7 separate regions of the Mus musculus genome follow, and regions 2, 3, 4, 5, 6 and 7 are each linked to region 1. The links are chromatin contacts, called in public HiChIP or PLAC-seq, Micro-C and promoter capture Hi-C maps. All regions are on one chromosome and are shown on one strand. Each heading gives the region's core, a stretch centred on a gene start, on an enhancer-like site or on the middle of the called end of the contact. The rest is flanking DNA. Distances are from core to core; before and after follow the strand shown.

Region 1 (3,583 bases), core at 522-3,021:
GGGCAGTGGCAGACAGCATCCCGTAGAAGACATGCTGTGTGATTTTGGGCTCAAAGTAGGGGTCATTACATCCCTGGCAATGGGGCTGGCGGACAGCTTTCCTTCGTTCTGCCAACTTCTGCTTCTTGCCTTTCAACAGCACTTAGGTCTGTCAGAGCCATGGTGGGTGGTGGGGAGGGGGAAGGAGGCTGAGGAGAGTAGGCGTGGCATGGGAAAGGGGGCTGAGAGTAGGTGTGGCATGGGGAATTAACGTGGTAAACATCTTTAAATGGTAATGCAGTACTCCTTCAGAATCTGTTGGTGGACTGAAAAGCTTCAGTTGTTTGGATTTCCAGAAGGGTTCATGGTGGGGAAGGGTTCTGTGCTTATTAAACACACACGGAGAGAAACTACATTAAGAGTAGAAAACCATGGAACCCACAGATGCTGAAATAGGGAAGCCACATTGGGGTGAGCCTGGGCCTCTGTTTTCCTCTACGTTTGGATTCTTAGGGAGTTGGGTCTGTGATGTAGGCTCCTAGGAGTGTATGGAATGCCTTCAGCCAGGCCGCCACTCAAGAGACAAGTAGGTCCTCTGAAGTGTCCCGTGAGTTCCCGTCCGATGAGGGAACACGTGACTGGGGAGATGGTTCTGGGGAATGACGCAGGCTCCTAGACAACAGGGACTGCATAGCTCACGTCTGAACTCTCAGTGGCCGCAGAGCCTGTGGTGCACCTGTGCGTCGAGAGAGAAAGAGGATGAGTAGCCACCGTTCACGTCAGAAGATGTGCTGTTATTTACAAAACGATGTATGTGCCATGCATGAAATCATCCTTAACAGCACCCAGACTTTAGCCCTGGAAGGTAGGCAAGGCTGCCTTTAGGTGAGGTCACAACTGTAGGTGGGTGTAATAGTATCGTGTGGAGACTGCCCTTCCGAAAGGTCTGAGATATGAATAAGGCTCAACTGAATACTTGTGGTTTCTGTATTCTGATCCTAGATCCGTGGTAGACATTATTTTTTCACCTAAATATTCTAGCATCGGCATTATATTATGCTGTTTTAAATTCACAATACAATTACGTCACCGGGTCAAACAGGGGCTAGGCTGGGAAGTGGTGAATCTACATGTAGTCTCCACTACCACTATATAGTTTCTGGTCATTTCAATTAAGCGGATTGCAGCTTTATGGCCCTAGGACTTCAGGAAACGTGTGTTCAGACATTGCCTCTGCTTCACAAGAGTCTTGTTTCTGTTGAACTTCCACGGCCTTATTGGAAATCAATGATTGTTTCTGATCTTCAAACTGTCATGTTGAGGAGACCTAAAGATTAACTCACTCAATAAAATGGTTTGAGATTGCAGGATGTGGAGAACTTGCAATGATTAAAACACATGCTTCTGCACCACGGTGTGTCCTATTTTAACTGTGTCTACACAGTGCGCGAGGGAATTTCTCCGTGCAAGTTGTTTTCCTCCAACAATCCGCGTGATCATGGCATTTCTGGACACAGGTAGGGACTGACTCCAGAGCAAGAGCCTCTAAACTGAACCGAGACAAGGGCGCTATCCTTTCCTAGCAACTGTTGCTATGCGGGGGCGTGGCATCGATGCGGGCAAGGACGCCCCGGAGGCCCCTTCCCCTCACCTGCACAAACTACATTTCCCATGATGCTCCGAGAGGGCTCCGTTGTGACGAACGGAACAAGCGCAGACGGGGGCGGGGGAGGTGGGGGGCGCTATTCCCAAGTCGGCTCTCGGGCACCAGCAGGGGCCACCGCCGCCATGTTGGGCTGAGGCGATGACAGGAGGCGGCCGGGGCGTGTGGGATTGAGAAGTGGAGGAGGAGGCGGAGAGTCAGGGCTCTGAGGGGGAGCTGTTCCCAAGCTAAGGGAGGAGCCCCCGGAAGACGCTGCGGAAGGCAGGCAGCGAGGCGGAGGCGGCCGGAGCCCAGACGCGATGCGGCCCGACCGGCGCGGCTGCGCTGAGGCGCCCGCGGCCTGAGCCCCCCCGGCGCTGCGCTCGGTTCGGCTCGGCCCAGTTCGGCTCGGCTCGGCTCGGCGGCTGGCGAGGTCGATGCCCTTGAGCGCGGCTGCGCGCAGCCCGGCTGTGCGGCCCCGCGGCGCGCGCTGAGCTTCTCGGCGGCCCCGGCCGCTTTCAGCTCGGCGCTCGATGTGTAGCCACATAGTTATCTGTACACTTCGTCGCCGGGGCTTTAATGAGGACCTGAGTCGCGAGCGCGTGTGAATCACCGCCTGGGCCGGGGAAAGAGGACGGCGCATTTAACCCCCTCCCACCCCGCTCCATGTCCGTGTGTCACTCGGCTCTGTCCACCTGGCGCGGCGGGTCCTGGAGCTGCTACTGCTGCTGACGATCGGCTCCCCTCGCGCCTCTCGCCCCAGAAGCTCTTGTGCTCCCACGTAACTTCTACTTTTTTTTTTAATTTTTATTTTTTTTTTCATTTTTGGGAAAAGCTCAGCACAAACCGATCAGAATTGTGAAGGTTCTTTTTTATTTTTTCCGTAGTTCCAGCACTTCTGCTCTTGCTTTTTGTTTTGTTTTCTGCGTAAACCTCTGGCCCACTCTCAAAAGGCAAGATGTCCAGTCATGTCCCGGCGGATATGGTAAGTGAACGATAAGTTCCGACGTTCGGATTGTAGTGTGGTTTCCAATCTTATTTAATCGGAAGACGACGCTGGCGTCGGGGCGAAGGTTTCTGGGGCCCGGCGGGGGTGAGAAATGGGGGGCACTTCTGGAAAAGCCAATCTACTTGGCTTTGGAGAAGTTGGCTCTTCTGCCCCCCTCCCCCCTTTTCTTTTAGGAAGCACTGGTTTTTGGTGTGGTTTTGCAGCTTTTTCTTTCTTTTTTTCTTCTTCTTTTTTTTAAAACCACTGGGAGTCACTGGTTCGGTTGTGTTTCCTAAGTCGCCGGAGGCAGGGAAATGCAGTGGAAGCGGAGGAAATTCCTTCCCGATTGCTAGAAGGCTTTCAAGGCTTGGATTTAAACGCTTCGGGAAAACGTCAAGGGCTGTGTGGACACGGCCGGGGACGGGCGGCGAGCTGGATACCTAGGGTAGGAAGAGGCTGTCTGGCTCAGTGACAGACAAGATCGTTCAGACGTAGGTGCACACTTGATACATTTCAGGGGCAGCGGCGCACCTCTTTGGAAAAAGTCTTGCTGTGAGCCCTTCGAAACGTCTAGCTGAACGAACAGCTATGACAACCGGAGCTATTTAAATGTTTTTCAATTCTAGGTTTATGGCGTAAAGCGTCCTTTTTAAAATATAGATATTCCAAGGTTTCTTGGTACCAAGTAATTAACAGTTTTGCATTTTAGGTTTTTGTTTGTCTATTGTTTGTTTTAAGCCAGTTAAGCATGTTTATTGAGCCTGGATCACTGGGCGTTGAGAACTGGAAACAAAAACTGCTATTGTTTATTGAGGCTTTTTCCTTTGGTTTCTAAATGTTAGGGTTGCGAGTGTGTTGACTGACAGTTACTGTGTAGCCTTACAGTGCTGAGGGGTGGGTTTGTGGGCGCGTGAAGTGACACTTTGCAGTCCTGAAGGCAGACATAATGCAAGTAACTGGGAGATGAATAATCC
Region 2 (3,583 bases), core at 786-3,285, 910 kb before region 1:
TGGAGATGGCTCAGCGATTAAGAGCACTGGTTGCTCTTGCAGAGGACACATTCAATTTTCAGCACCAACATGGTACCTTATAACCACCTGTAACTTCAGTCCCAGGGGATGCAAGGCCCTCTTCTGGTCTCCTCAAGCACACATGTGATGCACAGATACACATGCAGATAAAACATCCTTACACATTAAAAATAAATAAATAAATAACCCCCCAAAGTCCCAGCTTCTATCTCACTCACCCCTCCCCCCTGCACTTTAGTCTCTTTGTTTAATGGATGTTAGAGACAGACCCAAGTCCTCTCCTTGTCAGTTAACATTAAAACTCCTTCTTTTCAGAAATCGGCGCCACGACGTTAGTTTCTGGCTTCAGGCCAAGAGCCCTGTGGCTCCCTATGCAGCTGTAATATCCGAAGGCTTACTTACCTAGACCCTGGGAGGCAACAGGCAGGCTTGCGTAGCACCCATATTTGAAACTAAAGTCCTTCAATTCAGGAATTTGAGCTGGAATTTGGTAATTATATCGAAATTCAGTGTCCAGAGGCCGGGGAAGGAGTGATTTCCTGTCCTGGGACCTTGGAAATCTTTTCATGGTCTTCTTAGCTGGGGTGAGAAGGGAAGGCAACGGTTACCATGGTGAGCCATGTTGAGTGGCTTCTCACTGAATTGTGCTTTGGCCAGTAGCTACAGTGTGCACCATTGTTTGGAGGTATAGTCGGTGTACTCTATGAGTGCTCCAACCAAGAAACTACTTTCCACTCTCAGACCTGGGACTAGATGCTCAACTCACCATACATAGTTTTAGAACAGCTAGATGTGTTTGAGGTGAGTCCTTGGGAGCACGGTGCTGGGGACAGAAACCACTGGTGACCCTGCTCGGGCCGTACTTGGCCTTTGCGAGGCAAACCAGAGGGAGAGATTTTGGGGATGGCCAACATGGCATATGAAAGATTCCCAGTTAAGTCAGAATGCCACGTTAACAGTGATGACTTTTTCTTTTTAGTGTGACTATGCATAGATGCTCATTATCTGATACAGATCACAGTCCATTTTAACTGGGCAGCCTGCTGTTCTTATTTGCTGAGCTTCACAGCCCTATATGGAGTGGCATCTCACTCCTAGGAATGAGCTGGTCAAAGTGTGCCCCTTACTGACAGAGGGCCGAGGGGCATCGATGTCATTACTGGACAATAGCATTATTATTTCTTTAAAGTATTTCCACTAGAATCCTCCATGTTGTGGGCTCAGTTTTCCTCAGCCATACGTATGTATATATCTTCTGGGTTTGCACTATTTGGCTCCTTCAGGCTTTTCTAAGATGGGAGGTTGTGGATAAAAAGCAACTCTGACCTAGCCAGAAACTCCCATCTTCCTTAAAGCGTAGTGGTGATTCTCAGATGTATTTTCCCTTGTTAACCCTGACACTATTACCAGTCAATCATGCCAACCCCCAACCCCAGTAAGATGCTGGCTCCCATTAAGGTGAACACAAATTCCTGGAGTCTTCCATACTTTGCGTTCCATGGTAGAACAGTGATCACGCCCGTCTTACTTGCTGAAGGTCCTAGGTTAGAGCCCCAGTGGAACCGTGATGGAAAAAAAAAAAAGATTCTGGGCCATGTGTGAGGGCAGCCTGGTTTACACAGTGAGCTATAGGGTAGCTAACCAGGGGTCTCAAAAACAAAACAAACCAAGGCTCTGCAGAAAGGCACGATCTAAAAGCAAATATAGATGACTACCCATCAGCCCCACCAAGTCATCAGAAAGTCATGAAAGTCATCAGCACCGTCAAGACCCAGACTTAACAAGGAGGAACTGGTTTTGCGCTCTTCATTCGCTGTTGCAATTCATCAAAGCCAAGTTCTCCAAGCCTGAGTGTGCAAACAGCCAGTTTTTCGTGCTTCTTTTCATTCGCTTTAGCTCACCAGCAAGCACTCAAAAGAAGTCTTTGCCTGTACATGGGGCGGTGATGATTGGCTTACATGGGGCAGATTAGCAACTCATGCCTTTAAAAACTATAAAGAACACTAAGGTGTGGCCCCAGTATCTCTGTGCAGACAGCACTGTCCTTTGATCTCACCACCATCTAACCCTGAAAAACAGTGTTTTCCATACTCTCTGTCATTCAGCAAGTATGTCCCAAACTCCACCTGGCTACCAAGCCTTCTGCTGGCCATGAGTAAACATGGCCTGTGAAGAGGGAACCTTACCCTAAATATGAAAGATCAAAACAAAACAAAAAAAAACATAAAAGATAAGAGCTGGTGATAAGAGGGTCTGGGAAGATGCTCAGCTGTTAAGAGTTCTCACTGCTCTTGCAGACGACCCATGTTGGCTCCTAACACCCAGGTCAGGTGACTCATAACCGCCTGTAATGCCAGCTTCGGGGAGACCCAGCATCTCTAGCCTCTACCCTCTGAGGGCTCCAAGACCCTCAGCAGATATCCCTGTATCCAGGACCCATGGGCCACCAGCACTGTGAGCAAAACCATTGTTTATAAATTACTCACTGTGCTAGTCAGCTGTAATAACGGGTGAGCCGATTCCTGACAACAATTTGCAGGAGAAGGGATTTATTTTGTGCTGTCATTTCTCAGAGGTTTTGACTTATAGTCAGCCGGATCTGTTGTTGCTGGGCCTTGGGAGGGCAGAGAATAATGACAGAGAGGGTAGGGTGGAGCCAAGATTCTCACCCATCCCCCAGAAGGCAGGAAACAGAGAGGGCATGGGTCCGGATAAGATCTGCCTTTCAAAGACCCATGCGGATTGATCCTACCTCCTCCAGCCAGGCCCCTAACTCCTAAGCTTCAATTACTTCTCAAAATAACGCCACCCGCTGGGGACCAAGCCTTCAACATAGGACCTGTATTGATATTCACATCCAACAATGCCCACATAGCAGTATTCTGCTGCAGTAGAAAACACAGGCCTTCCCTTTTTTTAAAAAAAGAGAAAGAACTGACATATAAATCGCTTCATTGTAACGAACTCAGACAAAAAACATCACGCATTGATGTAACGATTCAAATGTTCTGCTGCAGTCCCCGACCGACTTTTCTTCACTCCTGGTATTCTACGAAAAGCTGAATCAAAGGAGGTTGTGTACCCAGGACTCAAGAAGGTAAGGGTAAGACACTGGGTTGGGAAAAGAGAGAGACCACCAGCCAAGAAAATCTCGACCCTTCTCACCATCTCCACTCTTGGAATCCCAGTGGTCTTGTGCTTAGCTCTCTGGTTCTACAAGTACTCTCTTCTAAGCAAGATCCCTGATCACTCATTTAAATCAGCTGCCAGCTAGAAAGGCCCATCTCTGGATGTGGTTCTCCTGGCTAATTCCCTATCACCCACTGGGACTGGAGAGGGAGGTCTGGTTTTCTTTTCCCTCCCCCCCCCTTACCCTCCTCCTGTTCCCCACTGCCCTTCTCCTCCCTCTTACCCGCACCCCCTCCCCCAACCCTGGCCCCAAATTGCTCTTCTCTTTGCTTTCTCCTTGCTTAGCGGTTTTTGAGACAGTCAGCTATAGTAGTAATTAATCTCAACCGGGGGTTTCTTCCCTGCCTTAATCATTCAGTTCCCAGATAAACAA
Region 3 (3,583 bases), core at 350-2,849, 890 kb before region 1:
TCAACAGCAGGCATCAGCTGTCTCTTCTTTGGGGACAAAGATTAGAGATGACATATCTCACACTCTTCTTGGGAGGGTGACTTTAGCAGCAATGGAAGATGGGATTGTGGCTGTGACAGACCCAAGGCTGAAGGGGCAGATGACCCAGCAGGTGAGGGCTGAACAAAAGAGATCTGTAACCAATCAAGGGCTCCTTCTCTAACAGCCTGGGCCCTCTTCATTGTACTCTCAACTTCTGGAAGGTTCCAAGGAGGACAGGAAGGTGATTTTTGTCCACACTGAGGCACAGGGGCCTCTGGGCCATGCATGGAAACTGCCTGATCAAGAGCGGGATAGTTCAGTCTGAACATTTGGCATTGGGTACTGAGTGTAGACAGTAGAGTCCCTGGCAGTTTGTGCAGCACCGGAAGTCCTGGGGTACGTGATCAATTCCGTAAGAGGAGGAATCCTAACTCTTATCTGTTCCAGACAAGGAAGGAGACTACTGGCCTAGGAAAATACCTGACAGACAGAGTGTTTAGAAAAAGGGAAATGGAAATTAAGGAGTGCCCTTGGGGATCCTGGGAGCTTTTCCCTCCTCCATCTCCTGACCTCGCCGTCCTATAGAATCTGAAAACATTTAACATTTTTTTTAACTGAATACGCTCCTTCCCGCCCTCCCCCCTCACACACACACTCCAGCTTTCCACTCTTCGTTTACAGAGAACTAGATTGGAATGTAAACACCCACTTCATTGTTCTCTTAGGAGCATCATTCTAAAGAATCCTCACAGCCCCTTAGCCAGCTCGGCTAGACGGCTGCAGCCGGCCATTATTGCTCCGAAGGGATGGATACGCTGACTGTGCACTCAGTAATAATGCTACTCGAGTCGCAACTAACAGCCAGGGGAGGTGATGTCTCTTCACCAACGCAAAACGCTGAGCTGGTAAACCCGCTGCCGCCGCCGCAAGCAGAACCACAGAGCAAGGCTCTCCATCTGTCACCTGGCAGAGCGCCTTTGAAAAGGGCTCAGCTCCCAGCCCAGTCTGCAGACAGAGCAGCCCTGGCCGGCTGATCCCGCCCCTCCCCTCCCTCCCGCCCCACTGAATTTGCTGTTTGCGACTTAAAGAACCAGCCAGACTCCTTCTCTCCCTCCATTACGTCCCCAGTTCTGTTCATTTGTCTTCGGCTCTGTTGTCCTTGGAAGGACACTAGCTGTGGCTTTATCATGTCTCCTCAGGGGTTTCCTTAAGTATTTAAAGGGACACCCCAGAGTTTTAGAGAGGGGAGTATAAAGGGCTGGACAGGAGTGTGATTTTGGACAGCTGATCTTTCTCCCTGACTCACTTGCGCCTCCCTGCCATCTCTAAAAGCGAGGCAAACCTCTCACGATTGATGCCCTTGGGGAAAAAAAAACTGCCTTATTTAAAACAACTCCACCGCACACACAGCACACCACGCCCCGCAGACCCGCAGCGTGGGCAGTCTTACTTGACTGGAGCTTGGGGTCACATTGAGCAGGGCACGAAACCTTGTTCCTATACCGGGCCATCTTGTCCCAAAAGGTCGCCTTCCCGCCCTGACAAGGCAGTAGTACTCCGCTCTGCGCCCCACCCTCTGCGCGTGCCTTTGTGAAGCGTCGCTATGGAGACGCCTCAGTCTCCGCCCCTGGACCCAGAGGGTGAGCGCATCACGCTGATTCCTGACTTTCATGGAGTGCCCTAATCCAATAGTTCTCAACCTATGGACTACGACTCCTTGGGGGTGGGGGGTGTCGAACGAACTTTTCACAGGGGTCACCTAAGACCATCAGGAAACACAGATGTTACCATTATACATTACAATTCATAACCGTAGCAACATTACAGTTATGAAGTAGCCACCAAACAATTTGTAGTTGGGGGGGGGGTCACCACCACATGAGGAACTATATTAAAGGGTCGCAGCATTAGGAAGGTGGAGAGACACTGCTCTGGTCCTTGCAATACTATGCCATTGTTTTATGTATTGGCAAATACGAGCAAACTGGAAAAGGCTGGAAAAAAAAAGTTTATTTTAGCCTGGTATACTGGTGCTCACCGGTGATCCGAGAACTCAGGAGGCTAAGGCAGGAGCCCAACCCTGGAAAGAGATGCCTTGTCTCAAAATATTAAATACCCCGAATATTAAAAACCCAGAAGCAGACAGACAGACGCCCAACCGCAAATTTGTGTCCATTCATAATTTTCAATGTAAGCAAAATTGGGCAAGGTTGGCATGGAAATCTGTAGGACACAGCGACTACACTCAAGGATGAGAAAGATGTGGTATAAGGGAAAGGTAAAAGTTTCGGCATCAGGTCTGTGTGAGGTCAACCCAGAGCATCCTAAGCTAGTGTCTAGTTACTTCAGGGAAACATTGGGCACAGGCTAATTACGGAGAGTCCAGAGGGATAATGGATGCAGCAGGGTCATCCTCCACTACATAGTTTGTCCAGGGGCAGCCTGGGTTACACCAGACCTTATTTTTAATAAATACAAAAAATCCCAAACTATATTCCTAGTACCAATCATAGGATGCCACTTTGTTACTGTACACTGGCCGGCTGATCCTACCCACTTATACATGTTAGAGTGTGGCTTTTAATTTTTTTCCACTTGTGATCACACTGTGCCTGAGAAATTTTTATGCCAGCTAGAGTATATAAGGTATATAAGACAAATACACAGGTCACATGTTTATTGATAATGAACCATGAGGAGCTTTATTTTAAAAAGCAATTCATTGCTGTGCATACAATTTTACCATCTATGAAAGATATGAAGCAAATTTGCATATTAATGAGACGTCATATTATTGAGGTTGCATATTAATGAGATGACCTGTTTATCTTACATAAATAATTAAATCTCGGCTGAATAGGAGATGCTGAATATGAGACCATCTTCGGGGCTTTTCAGAATCCATCAATATTTTGGTTCCTATAATCACCAGTACTTGGAAGACCATTTTGGATAAATGCCTGGCACAAAAGGTCAGAAATGTGCTTAGGACCACTTCAAAAAACACTTGGAAGTTCTGCCCTGATCCCAAGCCAAAACTCACTTAAAATGTTTTTATAAAATTCAGGACAGCAAATCAAATAGCAATTAAAAAAAAAAAAAGAAAGAAAGGAGCATTCCTAAGTGAGACTCAAAGGGAAATGGGAAGGACTGCATCAAGGATCCCAGTTCTTTAGTGGGGATGTGGACAGCGTGTGTCAAAATGTCCACCATAGCTTTCTTCCGGGATACCATGACCTAGTCTTGTCTCTGTGGTCTAGCTGAATACCATAAACCCTGCATCCCTTTTATCTCGATGTAATACCCTGGTCTTCTTGTTCCGCTATACACAGTAACCTCACTCCTCTGTTCAACTCTATATAATAAACACTCTGAGCTTGCTTGATTTGATTTTGAATTACCAGTTAGCATTGAACATCCAGAAACCTTGTAGTGTTGTCAGATTGATTGATTGACTGATTATTGATTGTAGCTCTCTGGTTCACTTATGGGACCCCCTCACAACACAAGAAACTATGTATTAATCACTGACTGCAAAGGGTATTTCATGTTCATAATCTTG
Region 4 (3,583 bases), core at 809-3,308, 820 kb before region 1:
CTGGAGAGATGGCTCAGTGGTTAAGAGCACTGACTGCTCTTCCAGAGGTCCTGAATTCAATTCCCAGCAACCACATGGTGGCTCACAGCCGTCTGTAATAGGATCCTATGCCCTCTTCTGGTGTGTCTGAAGACAGCGACAGTGCACTCATATACATTAAATTAATTAATTAATTAATTAATTAAATGCTTTACAAAGAATATAAGCCTGTAACATCATGAGACACTGCTGCCAGGTGCCAATCTCTCAAACACGCTCCTTTCTATTAAGGGAAATTCTAAGCCCTGGCAGGCGCCGTGATAGGGCATCATAGCACAGCGACAAGCTTTTGCATCGAAGGGTCGGTCTGATTCTCGCCCTTATTTTATGTCTTCATAGGAAAAAAAAAAAGTCAAATCAAGTCTATTTCTTCTTTTCCTTCTGGGGGGGAAGTCAGAAGTACTCATCAGGTGTGGAGATACAAACTTGCTTCTTCCCACTGACAACCCCCAACCCCCACTCCCAACACTGAGGGAAGTGTTCACTTCCGCCTAATGAGAGATCCAGAGCAGGAGGGGAGTGTGGTGTGGAGGATAAAGCCCAATCTACTGTTTATTCTGGCGCTAATCACAAGTGGTTTACAGAAAAATGCCCTCATTTGCTTCCAGCAGCTCCAGCCTCTCAGCCATGTGAAAGCTGTCTTCAGAGTCAATTGCCTGTCATTTTACTGATTTATGTTGAACAACGGCAAGGACCCCTCGAGGTATTCGTAGCTGGCTTGATGATTCACAGCGTATAAAGTGACACTGGGCAGTGTGCTTTGGTTCAAATTCCATCAAGATGGAATTTAAATTCCCTCCACTGTGTGTTCGCTGGGGAAATGCTTTGATGAGCAGGACCATTGAGCCTTAAAAGAAGGAGCAAGAGCAACCTGGGCTTCTTCAAATGGTGGCAGAGGCTGAGCCACATCTTCTTTTAGCCCTGGGATGTAAAAATGATACTCGAAGTGTTTAAAACAGCCATCATAGATGAGTTTCCCCAAGGAACGCCGATGAATGACAAAGGACAAAACCCATCCTGTAAGGTCGAAGGACCTGGGGATTCCCCTACTTGTTCAGATTCCTGCTTGTCAATGAACAGTATCTGATTTCCTTGGAACCTTCTAACAGGAAATTCCCTTTAAAAATGTAACTCTTGAAGGAATGGCCTGCTCAATTATTAACCCATTATAATGATTGTCTTCACTTCGGTGTTTCAAATAGTACAGATTTGCTTCCATGCCAGTACCCACACCCCATCCCCTCCAACCCCCCACACACTCACTGTCTGTCCTGAAGCACTAGAAGCCTCCACGTCTTTAGGAGTTACTCTCCCTCTTGGGTCCCGAGAGTCCCCACATGCTAGAAGATTCTTCCATGCTTCTCCCAGGATTCCTGAGCTACAACCCTGAAAACAGACAAGATGGAAGTGGATGCTTGTTTGTTCATTCGTTTGTTTCTTTGTTCATTTTTAAGTCCCCCCTTAAATCAACAAGAAGTCACACAGATGATTTAAGGATAGCCAACTGCTTTCTCCTGCATTTCTCAGATAACAAATTCATACAATGTTTCAACTGAAGATAGACTTTGAGCTCTGACTCGGCCCACAAAGTGAGGAAACCGAGGCACAGGGACTTCCCGAGCTCAACTGAGCCCCGGGATCCTTAAGGATCCAGTCACAAGCCAGACTGAGCTGTCCAAATGAAGGCCGGTTCCAATCTCATCTTACCCACATCTCTAGCTTGGGGGTGGGGGGCGAGGGGGGGTGGGGTGGGGAGTTGGAGGGGGGTGGAGGGGAGGTGGGGACTGCTCAATCCGACCCGTTCATTACTTTTAATTCCTCTCTCAGGCTCCAGTTCCCCCGCCCCTTTTCCCTGTCCCCTGCCCTATTTAGGCGTTTCCAAACTGGCTATGGTCTTTGTGCTCCTGATTTTTTAACTCCTTGCCTTTGAGCTGGGGCAGCTAGATTGAACTAGAGTCCCGGTGCCCTTGATGTGTGCTGTCTTACCTCATCACGCCACTAGGTGGCAGTGTTTCAGAGCAGTCCTGAGCCCTGCAACGTGGCTCTGGGCTGGGCCCGGGTTCTTTCCAGCACAAACAACAGTGAGCTAGCAGGCAGAGCACATATTCGCTGTCGTGCTTGGGAAAAGATGAGCATTCAATATTATGGTAACGAGGAACAGAGGTCTGCAACCTGTCCGCGTGCTTTCAGAGCCTGCTTTATCCACAAGGCTGACATCTGCCGTCACCTTCACAAAGGAATCTCAAGTGGGGAAAGCTGTTTGGGAGGTGCCCTTGAAACGAATTACTGTCACCTTCTGCCCTCTTCGGTTTTTTTTTTTTTCAGCCCACCATTGGGCCCCGATTTCATCCACAAAAAAGCATCAAGCAAAGAAGAAGAAAGGCAATCCCTGGGGCATTATGTGTGTGCTGGACAGGATAGTAATGGTGCAATCCTTCTAATGGCTTTGGTCACTGCAGGATGCTAGCTATTAGAAGGAGCCGTTTTAAGGGAGGAGGAGGGAATGGGGGGACGGTAGGGATATCTGCTGATTACAGTGCGGTCAGGAACAGAAAGTCCATTTAAAGGAACACAGGCATAAAGCTGGACAAAGGGGCGTTGTTTGTGGGCTTAAGGTATATTTAGGGCTTACAGTGTAGCATCTGAATTATTCGTATAGCTCAAACTCTAAGTGCAATGTCTATGATGGGAGACCATTCCAAGAGCTACTTGGCTCCACCCCTTTGTTAGGAAGTCCCTCAGGGAACTATCAGGAATGTGCCCTGAAATCCTTTACCCATTTACATCAGGGTCAATGGAAGACAAGCCAGATGTTTTCCTTTCAAACAGGTGAGAGCCGGATCAAAACTGTGAGGGGCGTGTTTGATTGCCTCGGCTTCTGCTCCAGTCTCCCCATCCCAGCCTCCATGTAAGAGACAGTCCTCAAATCCCACTGGTGGGCCAATCCCTCTTGCTTTACCCTCATTCCTTACTCTGTACTTTGCAACCCCTTACTGGCCTGACACTAAAATGAAGAAACTCCAGTCTTTCCCCAAGTATGACCCATTAGGAAATGAATGAAGTTCTCTCCACTTAAGAAAGCTGGGGCTGGCCTTCCGGGGACTCAGAATGGAGATAAAATGGGGCTTCCCCTCCAGCCAGGCTCTGGCTCAACAGGTAGCAACTGTTGCTCTATGTGTGGATTTTATACCCCGGCTTAAGGAGAAGAAAGATGTCAGTTGCTTAGATACCAGTGCATCCTATCATCAAGCAAAACGTCTGTCTCCTGAACTGAGAGTGCATATAACCCTGAGGAGAGAGAATTCCCGAACACAAAGCGGGGAACACTGGATGCTCTGTGGTGGGATCGAAACCCACACATGGGTGATGCTGATGTGCAGAGAGAGGCACGTGAGGTTACAGAAGCCATCATAGGACGTCTGAATGTGAGACCTCGGAGAAAGAGAGTAGTTTTAGGCACGGGGAAGGCAGGAGTTGTCTGAAGGATGGCCTCATGACCAGGCACAGGGGACAAGAACATATGTAAGGCTATTTACAAAGAAAG
Region 5 (3,583 bases), core at 756-3,255, 780 kb before region 1:
CCCAAGACAGAGCCCAGGAGTGACCCTACGCTGCCCACCACAGCAGTGTGACCTTGACTCAAACAAAATGCTCATCAACTTCACAGTTCTGAGAGCCCCAAAGGACTCTCAGAAATGCTGCTGTGACCTGTGAGAAACTCAAGAAAGCTGTGTTTGGGAGGAAGCGCGTAGTTACCAAAAACCAGTGTCCAAAAGTCCAAAGTCCCAAGAACTGCAAGTTTCTTAAAGGGACCAGCTCTCATCTGAGGGGACCCCAGTGCCTGCAAGACCATGTGCCTAGTTATAGTTATAGCAGAGCCATGTCATAAGCTCCTGGACAAGTTCCAAACAAAGCCCTTTTCCCGCCTCTGTCTCCTGGGATGTGCAGCCGCTCAGGGATCCCGGGCTTTTAGAATCATCTAGAAAACGTTACATACAGATTTGGATAGCCTGACCCCTGGGGTTGCAAAGCACCCTCTAGGGGGTCTCTTACCAGAATGGGACAACAGCCTGTGCCTGCCACCCCTCTGGGTGCTGAAATGGGGTGTCTGTGTGTGTCTCTGTGTGTCTCTCTGTGTGTTTGTGTGTGTGATATATGTGTGTATATCTGTGAATATGTGTATGTGTGTGTATGTCTAAGTATGTTTGTGTTTCTGTGTGTCTCTGTATGTGTCTGGTGTGTATGTGTGTGTCTGAGTGTCTGTGTGTGTCTCTCTGTGTGTTTGTGTGTATATATCTGTGTGCATGTCTGTGTGTGTATGTCTGAGTGTGTCTATGCATATGTGTGTCTATGCATGTGTCTGTCTGTGTTTCTGTGTGTGTATCTGTGTGTCTGGTGTGTGTGTGTGTGTGTGTGTGTGTGTGTGTGTGTGTGTGTGTGTTTATTCTTACCTGGGCACCCTGGGAAGGACAAGAGTGTGATCAGACCCTCCACAAAGCTATCAACAGCACACATTCCATTTCCTCAGGAAACAGAGGTTTCTAACACCCACCTCCCTCTTCTCAGCTGCCTGTTTGGCACTGTGAACATCTGACCCTGTCCAGCACCACGTGAGCAGAGTTCAGTGGATGCAAGTTATGGAGAAGCAATGGGTTCCCTTTATGGTGACTACATCCCATCCTCTATCAAATAAAACCAGGAGGGCTACTGGGGCCCCTGTAGAGACCTATACTCTTCAAGATCCTTATGATAGAATCTAGGATATTGTTTATGCCACATTACTAGAACCAAAGTCAAATCTTGGCTCTGTAGCCTTGCTGTTAACTTGTATGTATATGTATATGTATATGATGTATATGTATATGTATATGTATATGATGTATATGTATATCATGTATATGTATGTGTATGTATATATGTGTATATGTGTATATGTGTATACGTGTATACGTGTATATGTGTATATGTGTATATGTGTATATGTGTATATATGTATATATATACTAGAGCCAATATATACTAGAACATATATACATATATATATATATACACACACACATATGTGCATTGCTGCTCACCTTCTCAGAGACATAGATGTCCTTATCTAACAAATAATAATGGTGATGGAAATATTTTCATGGCAACCTTAATAAGATAACAAGAGCTTGTAGGTAGTGACTATATGGAACTGAACTGGGTGACCCCTCCCATACCCCACCCTCCCACCTACCCTCCCCTCAACCCCAAGAGTTCATGTTGTGGTGAATGTGGGTATGCACCCAAACTCATGGGGAAACCGTATGCAGGTACTGTTCAAACTTCTCAGGTTTGGCCAGGGATCTGACACTTCTGATTCCATCCAAGTCTGAACGAAGATCATTACTGTTATGTTTTTTTTTTTTTTTAAAGCAACGGGCTGGCTAGTCTGTCAAGGATATGTCCCATCAAGACATATGTTCCTGCAGGCTAGTTGCAGAGGATGCCAGAGCCTCCCTGCTTCTCAGGTTTTCTTCCCTGCCCTGCCACACCAGGGTGGCTCTGAGCAAGGTAAATATTTAATCAAGCATCTTGCATAACTATCACCGATTCAACTGTTCTGGGAGCCGTGGAGCAACAAGCTGGCACCTGCTTAAGTGGTCCGGCTCCTGGAGGCACTGTTGTTGCCAGCATGGGGAGTCTGTTGGCCACCAGTGGCTGATAGGTAGCAGAACTCTCTGGTCTGTTAATTGTCTTGGAAGCAAACCCGGGAGTAGAGAGAAAGAGAAAGGGCCTGTAATTAAAGCTTCCCTTGGGCAGAATTTTCTAGCAAGGGCAGTTGGCAACAAGCTCTCTGAGCTGGGCCTGGGGCTTTACAGATTCTGGCGACAGCCAGAGAAGAGGCTATTGTTGTCGCTCAGAAAGGGAGTCTCAGAGCAGTTAAGTGATTCACTCCAATTCCACAGCCACTTGGTGTCAGAACCAAGGGATGCAATCAGAGTCGGGAAATGCATCTGCCTTCTGACAAAGGCAAGCGGGACCACTCTCAGGTAACCCCGGAGCCCTGACAGCAGCCTTGCTCAGTACTGAGCTCAGGACACAAGGCTACAGGCATGAGCCGCTGGAGCAGGCTGGCACTGCAGAGATGCTTCATATGCTCGGCCTCATTCTGGTGCTTTGCAGTGGGAGTTTCTTCCTGTCTCATTTCAAGCTGTGTATTTATTAAGACCCAAGGGTCAGGCCTGGTAGCATATCCCTGTAATCCCAGCCCTTGGGAGGCGGAAGCAGGAGGATCACAAGTTCGAGGCCAGCTGAGCCTATGTCACAAGTTCTAGGTCAGCCAGATCTACCTATTGAGAGCCTGTCTCTAAAACCAACAGAAGGAGCAAGAACCAAGAGGCAGACGAAAACAGAGCAGTGTAGGGTGAGGGGCTCTGCTGCCTCTGAAGAGAGAAAACTTTGCCTTCCCATGATCCTACCCAGCTGGCCATCTTCCTCTGTTCTCTGACCTTGACCAGCTCCGAGCTCAGCACAGCCAACCTTTCCACCCTGTGTGCCCTGGGGTATCCTGATCCCTTGCAAGCCCTTCAACCATGTTTCCATCTAACAGTTCCCATCAAAGGTGAAGTGACCTGTTCAGAGGCTTTCCAGTTCCGGCCCCTCTCTTCTCTCCACACCTCCTGACAAGGCTGCATGTTTACATGTAAGGGCTTCTGTGACCCTCAGGCCCTCGAAGAGGTTCAGCTCTACTTTTCTAGGATGCACCCATGATGCACACAGAGGGCACACTCCCAAAGCCAGTCGGATAGCTGAGGGACCAGAGAGAGCCTGGAAGCGTTGTACACCAATTCCACAGTCTGTGAGTTCTGCATGTTTAATCCCATCCTTTGCAATCAAACCTCCTCTGTGGCAGGGTTTCCTCTGATGGCAGTAGGAAAGGCTGCCTTGTAGAGCACTCCTTAGGAACAACCAAGCCCTCAGGGACTCCAGTGTTCACCAGCTCTTGAGAAAATGGCAATCAGGACCAGAATTGAGAACTGTCCCCAAGTCTCCAGGAAGGTTGCTCTAACGAACAATTGAGACAATTCATCTCACTTTTAAAGAACCACTTTACCCCAGAAGTATTCATTGAGCAGCTACAAAGAGCTAGTGACAGCGTGAGTTCTTTGTTTCTTCTCTCTTGGTTTC
Region 6 (3,583 bases), core at 601-3,100, 680 kb before region 1:
TTATTTTAGTTATGATTCTAGTAGAGCACATAGAAGAAAAATAAGAGAATTCTACAATTCAAAAGAAGGGTCCGGAAAAGAGGCGTTACTAGTAGAAGGGTAATGTAAAACACTTCCATTAGGATGGTTGTCAGTTTTAAAAACGTGAAGATACTGGAAACTTGTGAGAATATACAATCAGGCAGACACAGATCTTCAACTTCTGGATTCAACAAAATTAAGAGACTCAAATAGATGTCAGTACAGCCTTCTTCCTAGAAGTCAGCCACGGAGAGCTGAAGGACCAACAAAGTGTAGCACAGATATGTAGCTAACTAGTACTCAGCATAGAAGAGCCGGAAATCAGGGTTAGCGCTACTGTACGGATACGGATACGTCATCAGGACATCACTGAGACCAGCCAGTCACAAATGGGCAAAGACTGGGTAATTCCACCTAGGGGAGTTACTTAAGAATAATTAAATTAGTAAAGATAGAAGAGAGAATGAGGCTTATTAGAAAAAGAAAGGGGAGGTGGGAGTTGTTTAATAGATGGGAGTATTGGTAACATATAAGTGCACTTAATTCCGTTTGAACCGTAAGCTTTAAAGGGGTTAAAATGGAGCTGGAGCGATGGATAGGTGGTTGAGAGCTCCTCTCTTGCACAGGACCCGCGCTCAGTTCCCAGCACCCGCCTTGAGAGCCTCACAATCGCCTCCAACGCAGGCTCCAGGAGAATGCGACGCCCCGTTTGACCCCGAGGGCGCTGAACTCAGGATACACGCCAACACCCAGATACATGATTAAAATAAGTCTTTGAAATATGGCTCAATTTATACCAAGAGAGTAGCAATAGCTAAGTAGGAAGAGCCAAAGAGAGGAGGAGCAAGAGAAAGGGGGGAGGGCGGGAACGGGGACAGTATTTGGGATGTAAATATATGAAATAATTAATTTTTTTTAAAAGGAGGAAGGGTATGGAAGCTTGAAGAGCGGGACCTGAGGTCTGTGAAGTTGCCCCCTCCTCCCCTCCCGGTCTTTGGGGTGATGGGGGAAGGAGAGGTCTGACAGGGGCTCTGGCAGGTTTATCAAAGAATTATCCTTTCTCCCCCTCCCTTCTCTCTTCCTCCTTCCCTTCCCTTCTGCCCCTCCCTCTCTCTCCCTCCCCCTCCCCCTCTCTCCCTCCCCCTCCCCCTCCTCTGAGTGGGCACAATGCTACCTACCCCAACCCTCCCAAGGCAACCCCAAGTCAGTGAGTTAAATTCAGAAGTCAGGGGAAGGCCTAGACGTCACTGGCTATTTTAAAAGAGCGTTTTAATCGCCATAAATCCGATTCTGCAGTCCCCCTAAGCCATGAGTGCTCGAAGGAGGCTCCAGTCCGCTAAAGGGGTGTGAATTTATTCCCAGGAGGTGACGGGGGAGGGGCGGCGCGGTAGGTTTTTAAACGTATAAAGTATAAAATTCCCATGGCCCACACAGAGATCCACAGTTTATCAACCTCGATAAGCGGGAGGCGACGAGAACACTCAAAGGGGAGGGGCGGTAACAACCTTGAACAAGGGCAGGGCGCCCTGGCTCGGAGCCCACGCAGATTCCCGGAGCCTCACCCGGCGCCGCCCTGCTCTGCGGAGGATTTGCTGGGCTCGGCGGCTCCGCCCCTCCCCGCCCTCGCGCAGTCTCAGCCCGCAGGGCTCAGCAGGGCCTGGCGCCTCCCGGGAGTCCGAGGCGGCGACGCCCATGCTGGCCGCGGCAATGTGTACAAAGCGCACGGCCGCTCAGGCAGCTGTGTCTCTGTGGCGCAATCGGTTAGCGCGTTCGGCTGTTAACCGAAAGGTTGGTGGTTCGAGCCCACCCAGGGACGGCAGCGTTCCTTTTAGCAAAAAACATTTTTAGAAATGTTTTCTGCCATCCTGGGACGCCCAATCTGTTTGATAGCTTTCTAGGGCTCAAGCTACAAGCGGGCCTGCTGCTTCCACTAATTTTCAAGAGGGTACATGTAAGTCTGCTTTTTGAGTTTGGTCCAATTCTGCTCAGGAACAGCTAGGTGTTTTTTGCACTGGAAACCGGCAACCGGGACCACCCAGAAACAGCACCATTTGTGTGGCTCAGAAAAAAAAAATAATAATAACAAAAAATAAAAAATAAAAACAACAGCAACAACAACAAAAAAAAAAAAAACAAAAAACGACCCGCGGACCCTACTAATACAGTCTACTTCCAAATGGATGAGCAACAGATAACATTGTGGGCAGAGAGTTTGGGGACAGCAGGCCACGCTGACTTTAGCTAAGTGGCTCCCAGACTTGGGCAATGGGTTTGAATCTAACTACATTATATTTAATCTTAGACTGCTGTCAATTTCCCCCATCACATTTAACTTTATCAGAAATTGTATAAGTTCGTGTTTAAAAGTTTTAAAAGAGAGCCAGGAGTGGCGGTGATGCCTTTAATCCCAGAACCCAGAAGGCAGTAAGGCAAATAAATCATGGTGAATTCCAGGACAGCCAGGGGTACATAGAGAATTCTTGTCACAGAGGACGTTTTATGTTTTTTTCACAAAAGACTTTCCATAAAGACAGGAAGTTGTGACGTGAGGGTTTTGTGTCTGGGATCTACACCCACTCCTATAGAATACAGAGAACGGGAGTCTACAGAGTGGTTCACAACCTGTGGGTCACGACCCCACTAGGATCGTATATTAGGAATTCTGCATTAAAGATATTAATAATGATTCATAACAGGAGCAAAATGACAACTATGAATGAAATAATTTCATGGTTGGTGGTCCCCATGAAGAACTGTATTAAAGGGTCACAGCATTAGGAAGAGTGAGACCCACTGTCCTATGTTGACGTAAACACTCCCGAGCTACACTGCAAGAGCTCTCACTGCTAGCCACATCTGGCTTCTGAGTACTTGAAATGTGACTAGGACAACTGAGGGATGAGTGTCAGAGTAACGCCAGGCCCTTGATTAACATGGGGTGGAGACGGTACTGTGCGTGCATCTAGCCCCGAGCTCTATCCTAGCACTAAACAGAAACAGCAGGAACAGGGCCTTACTGGCCTAGAACTCATGGCCCGGCTGCCTCAGCCTTCTGAGTGCTGGGATTATAGGTGTGCGCTGCCGTGACCAAGAAAGACTGGATGTCAGTGAATTTAGTCAAATGCAGTTTTAGTTTTTAAATATAATGTCTAATTTTATTGCATTTTTATTGACACATATGTATGTACATGCAACCACATGCATGTGGAGGTCAGAGAAAACTTTTGGAAACTGGTTCTCTTCTGCACCCTTAGGGGTCCCAGACACTGAACTCAGGTCTGTAGGCTCTGCAGGGAGCACCTTCACCTACTGAGCCATCTCACTGGGTTAAATTTAAGCAAATTTAAGTAAATGTGAGCAAGTAAATTACAAACAATTCAGGATTAGAGGATGAAGTTCAAGACTGCTATGGGTAGGGTGTTTGTGTTCCCCCGAGTTCCTGTGTTGAATTCCTCCCCGTTGATAGTACTGGGCCCTCATGAGGGGGTATGGCCCGCACAAGAGGCCAAGGGAACTGGTTTGTCCTTTCTACCATGGGGTACAGTAGCATCAGAAGCAGATG
Region 7 (3,583 bases), core at 638-3,137, 560 kb before region 1:
ACACACACCACACATATACCACACACACACACACCACACACACACACACCACACAAACTCACATACTGCCCGTTGCCATGTGATGATACCCTAAGCCGTTCTGGACTCTGACAGCAAGAGAGCATCTCTCTACATGTGAACCATTGAACCCCCAAAGCTAAAATGAACCTCTTCTGTTTACAGTTACCCAGCCTTGGGTATTGTATGATAGGAATAAAAAGAGGTTAAACTGCTGATCTGTTTCACTCTGTAACACCAGCAAGCTTTTGTGGTGTAGCCATTCAGGGCTGCCTTTCCAGCGACGGGGGAGGGGGGCTTCATCATATAGAAGCATCGGGCTTTGCTCGGCTGCTACCAGGCAACATGAAGACTCTCTGACTAGAGCATTGCTGTAACGCTTAATCTCCAGTGAGATTATTTCATAAAATATTGATTTTTTTTCTTGCACAGAAAGGGGATAGTTCATGAATAGAAAATGCTCTCACGAGCAAGAATTCTTCAGTTCCCTTAGTTCATAAGCACGAAGAGTAACGAATGAGTCTGTTTTACAAAACAAGGCTGACTTCTACCATACCAACTGGGAGAGTCGGAGCTAGGAAGTCTTGGTGTTAGGATCCGAGGAACTGGTGTTCCAGGGACCTAACCCTGAACACCAGGGTGCAGCTTTTCCTGCAGACTGTAAAGGTGAACTGCAGACATGAACTTCCTTCCCAAGGTGTAGGCTCTTCTTCTCCTCCTCTTTCCCTTCCTCTCTGTCACCCTGTTTCTCCTTCCTCCTCCCCTTTTCTCACCTCAGCCCCTGCCTAGCTATAATCAGATGCTGGGGTTTTAGCATCTTGCTAGACTGCTACAGACCAGTATGTCCCATGAGGTCTCGATGTCTTGAGAAGGCAGCAGCAAGGTCAAAGAGACAGGAACGGCGGCGTTTCAGTTGTGTGTCCCCACCTTCCCTTGAATCCACTGTGACCCTTGACCTGCCTGCTCCCAGGTTAGAACAGCGAGGAGTTAGAGAGCCAGTGCTCCCAGAATCTAAAGCCTCATTACGTTCTCATTCACATTCTGCTGGCTAAACGAGCTGTTGTGAACAAGCCAGCAAATTATTCCTGATGTTTGCCTCCTGGAGGAACATTGAAAGGTCATGTAACCATCAGAAATACAGCCAGGCAGTGGTGGTGCATGCCAGTGAATCCCCATGCTTGGAGGCAGAGGCAGGTGGATTTCTGAATTTGAGGTCAGCCTGGTCTACAGGGTGAGTTCCAGGAAGGACAGCCTGTGCTACACAGAAAAATCCTACCTCAAGCAAACAAAAAAGGATCAGAAATGCACACGCATGTGTGGGACGGTACTTTAAAAAATAAGCCCAATGCAACAATTAACAGTCAATGCTTCTCATCCAATTGACTAAAAAGATAGAAAACAGTCATGTCAGTGCTCAGGTGTATACCCACCACCGTGAGACTGAGGCAGATGAATCTCACATTGAGGCCAACCTAGACTGCATAGAAAATTTCAAGCCAGCCTGAGATACAGCAAGGCCACTACCCACTTACACCCCACCCCACCCCCATTCAGCCCACTAACAAAACGATAAAAATAACAATCGACAGGCAAGGTAGGAAGCCCTGGAACCTGCACACACTGCTGTAGACACTGCCACTGCTTTGCGGCTTGATGTGACATTTCAGCATAGTCATATACACAGACCTACAGACAGATACACAAACAGAAAAGCTGGAATGGGGCAGCCTGTGCTTGCTCTAAGTCACAGTACCTTGTTGCGGATGGGCCTGGTGCTGTCTGTATTTTGATGTTAATTCCACTCTCCTGGGAGGGTTAGTGGGTGAGGAGTGAGTCACAAACTCAGGTGACTTCTTGTAAACCATCCCCTAATAAATAGAGGAGCCAATCGCTGGTCGGTCGAGTAGGAGGGACTTCTGGGTTGGATAGGGGAAGAGAGGAAGAGGAAAGAGAGAGTCCTTTTTGGACTGGGATAGTGTGAGGACAAGATGTAGCTACTAGTTTCTCCTGGTTTCAATGGCAAATCCGTCAGGATTCGACAGTAGAGGATTTAGATTAAATAAATCTTACAAGATTAGGATTTTAGTTGTTGTGGCCCAGTGGTTGAATTATTGTTGTTTCTGAACTAAGTTTGTGTTGCGTTTTCCTTCACGCGTCAGCTCGTCTGGGCTCAAGAGAGAAAGGTACGGTGACAAAATGTGGGTTTGCCTGATGTGCACCCCAAAGGCCATGGGGGATTTGAAGCATGGGGCTGGCATGGTAGCAACCCACCAGTGGGAACCTAGCAAGCTGGGTGGAGAGATCTTGAAACTCTAAGTCAGAGAGTCTCCACAAGATAAGAACAGGCCAGCTAAACTGCCGGGGCAGAGAGTAGCTGGGTCAAGCATGGGAACTTGCTGTTTTAAAAAATACTTCCCGCAGCAGGACCCTGAAAGCATGGGGTGTTTGTTATACACTGTTGACCAGGGAGGCAGGATTACTGCAGTCAGCTGAACAAAGGCTGTGTTATTACATACAGATAAACAGGTGTAGTTATTATACACAGCTGAACAAGAAGGCTGCCTTAGCTAATCTCAGTAGGTTACGTCTCAGTAGGAGAGTGAACCTTAAGCCAGAACAGGGCTGGGGTGGGGCTGCAGTGGACATTTTCTGAAACACTGTCAACATTCACCACCAGACGTGAAGAAGAGGTATTTCCACCCCTCCCTCTGAGACTCATCTAGGGAAGATTGCTACTCTCAAGGCTCTGGGGCTGTGGGGTCCTTGACATGGCGTGGCTGTGCCAAACAATACATATTCTCTTGGGACTTCACCTACTCCCTGCAATGAGCGGCTAAATACAACATAGTTGTCTGCATAGTCAAAGAGTATTAGACAAGAGGATACAGGGGCTGGAGAGATGGCTCCGAGATTAAGAGCTCTGGTTGCTCTGTAGAGGACCTGGGTTTGCTTCCCATAACAGTCACTCACTCATAACAGCCTGTAACTCCACTTCCGGGGAATCTGATTTCCTCTATCTGGCCCCCGCAGGCGCTGTATGCATGCGGCATACATACATACATGCAGGCAAAACACCCAGACACATACAATAAAAATAAATGTAAAAATAATTTTAAGTAAGAATATTATATAAATGTTCATATATTCACCAGCAATCATGAGCCTTGAAAACATGTTCGGGAAAGGAAGGAAGGAAGGAAGGAAGCAAGCAAGCAAGCAAGCAATCATAAAAGACCACATGCTGGAGTTCCATTTACCAGAAATATCCAGAATAGACATAATCAGAGATGGGAAGTAGATCAATGGTTGCCAGGGGCCGGGAGGGAGGGAATGGGTACCAACTGCACACAGGATTCAGGGTGATGGAGTGCTCAGACTGATGACTCTGGGTGTTCTGAATACTGAAGTTTTGCACTTTAAATGGAAGAATTACAATTCAGAGCACAGCTTGTAATCAAAAGATGTCTTACAACCCGTTGGCCAGGGCCACAGGTGCCCTCACTTCCGGGTTCACGACCATCGGAGACCCTATTGTCCAAACTCAGAAACTACATGCTAATTGCTG

Evidence for each region. Promoter capture Hi-C pulls out the DNA fragments that hold promoters and counts their contacts. A called contact is a pair of places that touch in the nucleus more often than the background predicts. HiChIP or PLAC-seq counts read pairs in DNA pulled down with a chosen protein or histone mark. Capture Hi-C pulls out chosen DNA fragments and counts their contacts.
Region 2: a contact with region 1 is called in an H3K4me3 HiChIP or PLAC-seq map of the SCID.adh cell line, with 8 read pairs. The contact joins the enhancer-like site here to the promoter of Ubl3 in region 1. A contact is called at or near these places in 4 of 39 promoter capture datasets (the 3T3-L1 cell line, cranial neural crest, frontonasal cranial neural crest and 1 more) and 4 of 115 datasets of contacts at active chromatin or transcription factors (the SCID.adh cell line, embryonic stem cells, large pre-B cells and 1 more).
Region 3: a contact with region 1 is called in an H3K4me3 HiChIP or PLAC-seq map of the SCID.adh cell line, with 17 read pairs. The contact joins the promoter of Tex26 here to the promoter of Ubl3 in region 1. A contact is called at or near these places in 5 of 39 promoter capture datasets (the 3T3-L1 cell line, cranial neural crest, frontonasal cranial neural crest and 2 more) and 4 of 115 datasets of contacts at active chromatin or transcription factors (the SCID.adh cell line, embryonic forebrain, large pre-B cells and 1 more).
Region 4: a contact with region 1 is called in an HNF4G HiChIP or PLAC-seq map of pancreatic cancer cells. The contact joins the enhancer-like site here to the promoter of Ubl3 in region 1. A contact is called at or near these places in 4 of 39 promoter capture datasets (the 3T3-L1 cell line, the HPC-7 cell line, hippocampal neurons and 1 more), 1 of 15 datasets of contacts at CTCF or cohesin (large pre-B cells), 1 of 484 Hi-C or Micro-C datasets (reprogramming fibroblasts) and 7 of 115 datasets of contacts at active chromatin or transcription factors (the 230-238 cell line, the SCID.adh cell line, T-cell acute lymphoblastic leukemia and 3 more).
Region 5: a promoter capture Hi-C map of liver shows a contact between it and region 1, with 2.3 times the contacts expected there. The contact joins the enhancer-like site here to the promoter of Ubl3 in region 1. A contact is called at or near these places in 3 of 39 promoter capture datasets (liver and pre-B cells), 1 of 15 datasets of contacts at CTCF or cohesin (large pre-B cells), 1 of 484 Hi-C or Micro-C datasets (the G1E-ER4 cell line), 7 of 115 datasets of contacts at active chromatin or transcription factors (the 230-238 cell line, the NIH/3T3 cell line, the SCID.adh cell line and 4 more) and 1 of 9 other capture datasets (macrophages).
Region 6: a contact with region 1 is called in a promoter capture Hi-C map of adipose tissue, with 2.8 times the contacts expected there. The contact joins the promoter of 2310047D07Rik here to the promoter of Ubl3 in region 1. A contact is called at or near these places in 2 of 39 promoter capture datasets (hippocampal neurons and pre-B cells), 2 of 484 Hi-C or Micro-C datasets (cardiomyocytes and embryonic stem cells), 6 of 115 datasets of contacts at active chromatin or transcription factors (the NIH/3T3 cell line, the SCID.adh cell line, bone marrow-derived macrophages and 3 more) and 2 of 9 other capture datasets (adipose tissue and liver).
Region 7: a Micro-C map of embryonic stem cells shows a contact between it and region 1, with 3 times the contacts expected there. The contact joins the enhancer-like site here to the promoter of Ubl3 in region 1. A contact is called at or near these places in 1 of 39 promoter capture datasets (pre-B cells), 1 of 484 Hi-C or Micro-C datasets (embryonic stem cells) and 2 of 115 datasets of contacts at active chromatin or transcription factors (the SCID.adh cell line and large pre-B cells).

The regions. Positions count from the first base shown.
Region 1 is chr5:148,550,976-148,554,558 of GRCm38.p6, reverse strand. It overlaps Ubl3 (ubiquitin-like 3), which reads left to right and starts at 1,771. Exons shown (of 5, transcript NM_011908.2): 1 at 1,771-2,606. The coding sequence starts at 2,580.
Region 2 is chr5:149,457,838-149,461,420 of GRCm38.p6, reverse strand. It overlaps Tex26 (testis expressed 26), which reads right to left. Exons shown (of 7, transcript NM_029464.2): 5 at 424-600. Among named protein-coding and RNA genes, the nearest start is that of Tex26, 20 kb to the right of the region's middle. Within about 2 kb of position 2,035, at least 8 of the 459 cell types and tissues checked have an H3K27ac peak or open chromatin away from gene starts, as enhancers often do. A contact at or near this core is called in the SCID.adh cell line, where this site is marked.
Region 3 is chr5:149,437,676-149,441,258 of GRCm38.p6, reverse strand. Tex26 (testis expressed 26) reads right to left here and starts at 1,599. Exons shown (of 7, transcript NM_029464.2): 1 at 1,472-1,599. The coding sequence starts at 1,532.
Region 4 is chr5:149,374,511-149,378,093 of GRCm38.p6, reverse strand. It overlaps a transcript of Medag not described here. Among named protein-coding and RNA genes, the nearest start is that of Gm38753, 8.8 kb to the right of the region's middle. Within about 2 kb of position 2,058, at least 94 of the 459 cell types and tissues checked have an H3K27ac peak or open chromatin away from gene starts, as enhancers often do. A contact at or near this core is called in the HPC-7 cell line, the SCID.adh cell line and pancreatic cancer cells, where this site is marked.
Region 5 is chr5:149,328,208-149,331,790 of GRCm38.p6, reverse strand. No RefSeq gene overlaps it. Among named protein-coding and RNA genes, the nearest start is that of Gm35620, 7.4 kb to the right of the region's middle. Within about 2 kb of position 2,005, at least 49 of the 459 cell types and tissues checked have an H3K27ac peak or open chromatin away from gene starts, as enhancers often do. A contact at or near this core is called in embryonic forebrain and liver, where this site is marked.
Region 6 is chr5:149,227,255-149,230,837 of GRCm38.p6, reverse strand. 2310047D07Rik (a long non-coding RNA gene) reads right to left here and starts at 1,850. Exons shown (of 2, transcript XR_003956021.1): 1 at 1,527-1,850. n-TNgtt14 (a tRNA gene) reads left to right here and starts at 1,764; the gene lies at 1,764-1,837.
Region 7 is chr5:149,110,980-149,114,562 of GRCm38.p6, reverse strand. No RefSeq gene overlaps it. Among named protein-coding and RNA genes, the nearest start is that of Gm38752, 21 kb to the right of the region's middle. Within about 2 kb of position 1,887, at least 13 of the 459 cell types and tissues checked have an H3K27ac peak or open chromatin away from gene starts, as enhancers often do. A contact at or near this core is called in embryonic stem cells, where this site is marked.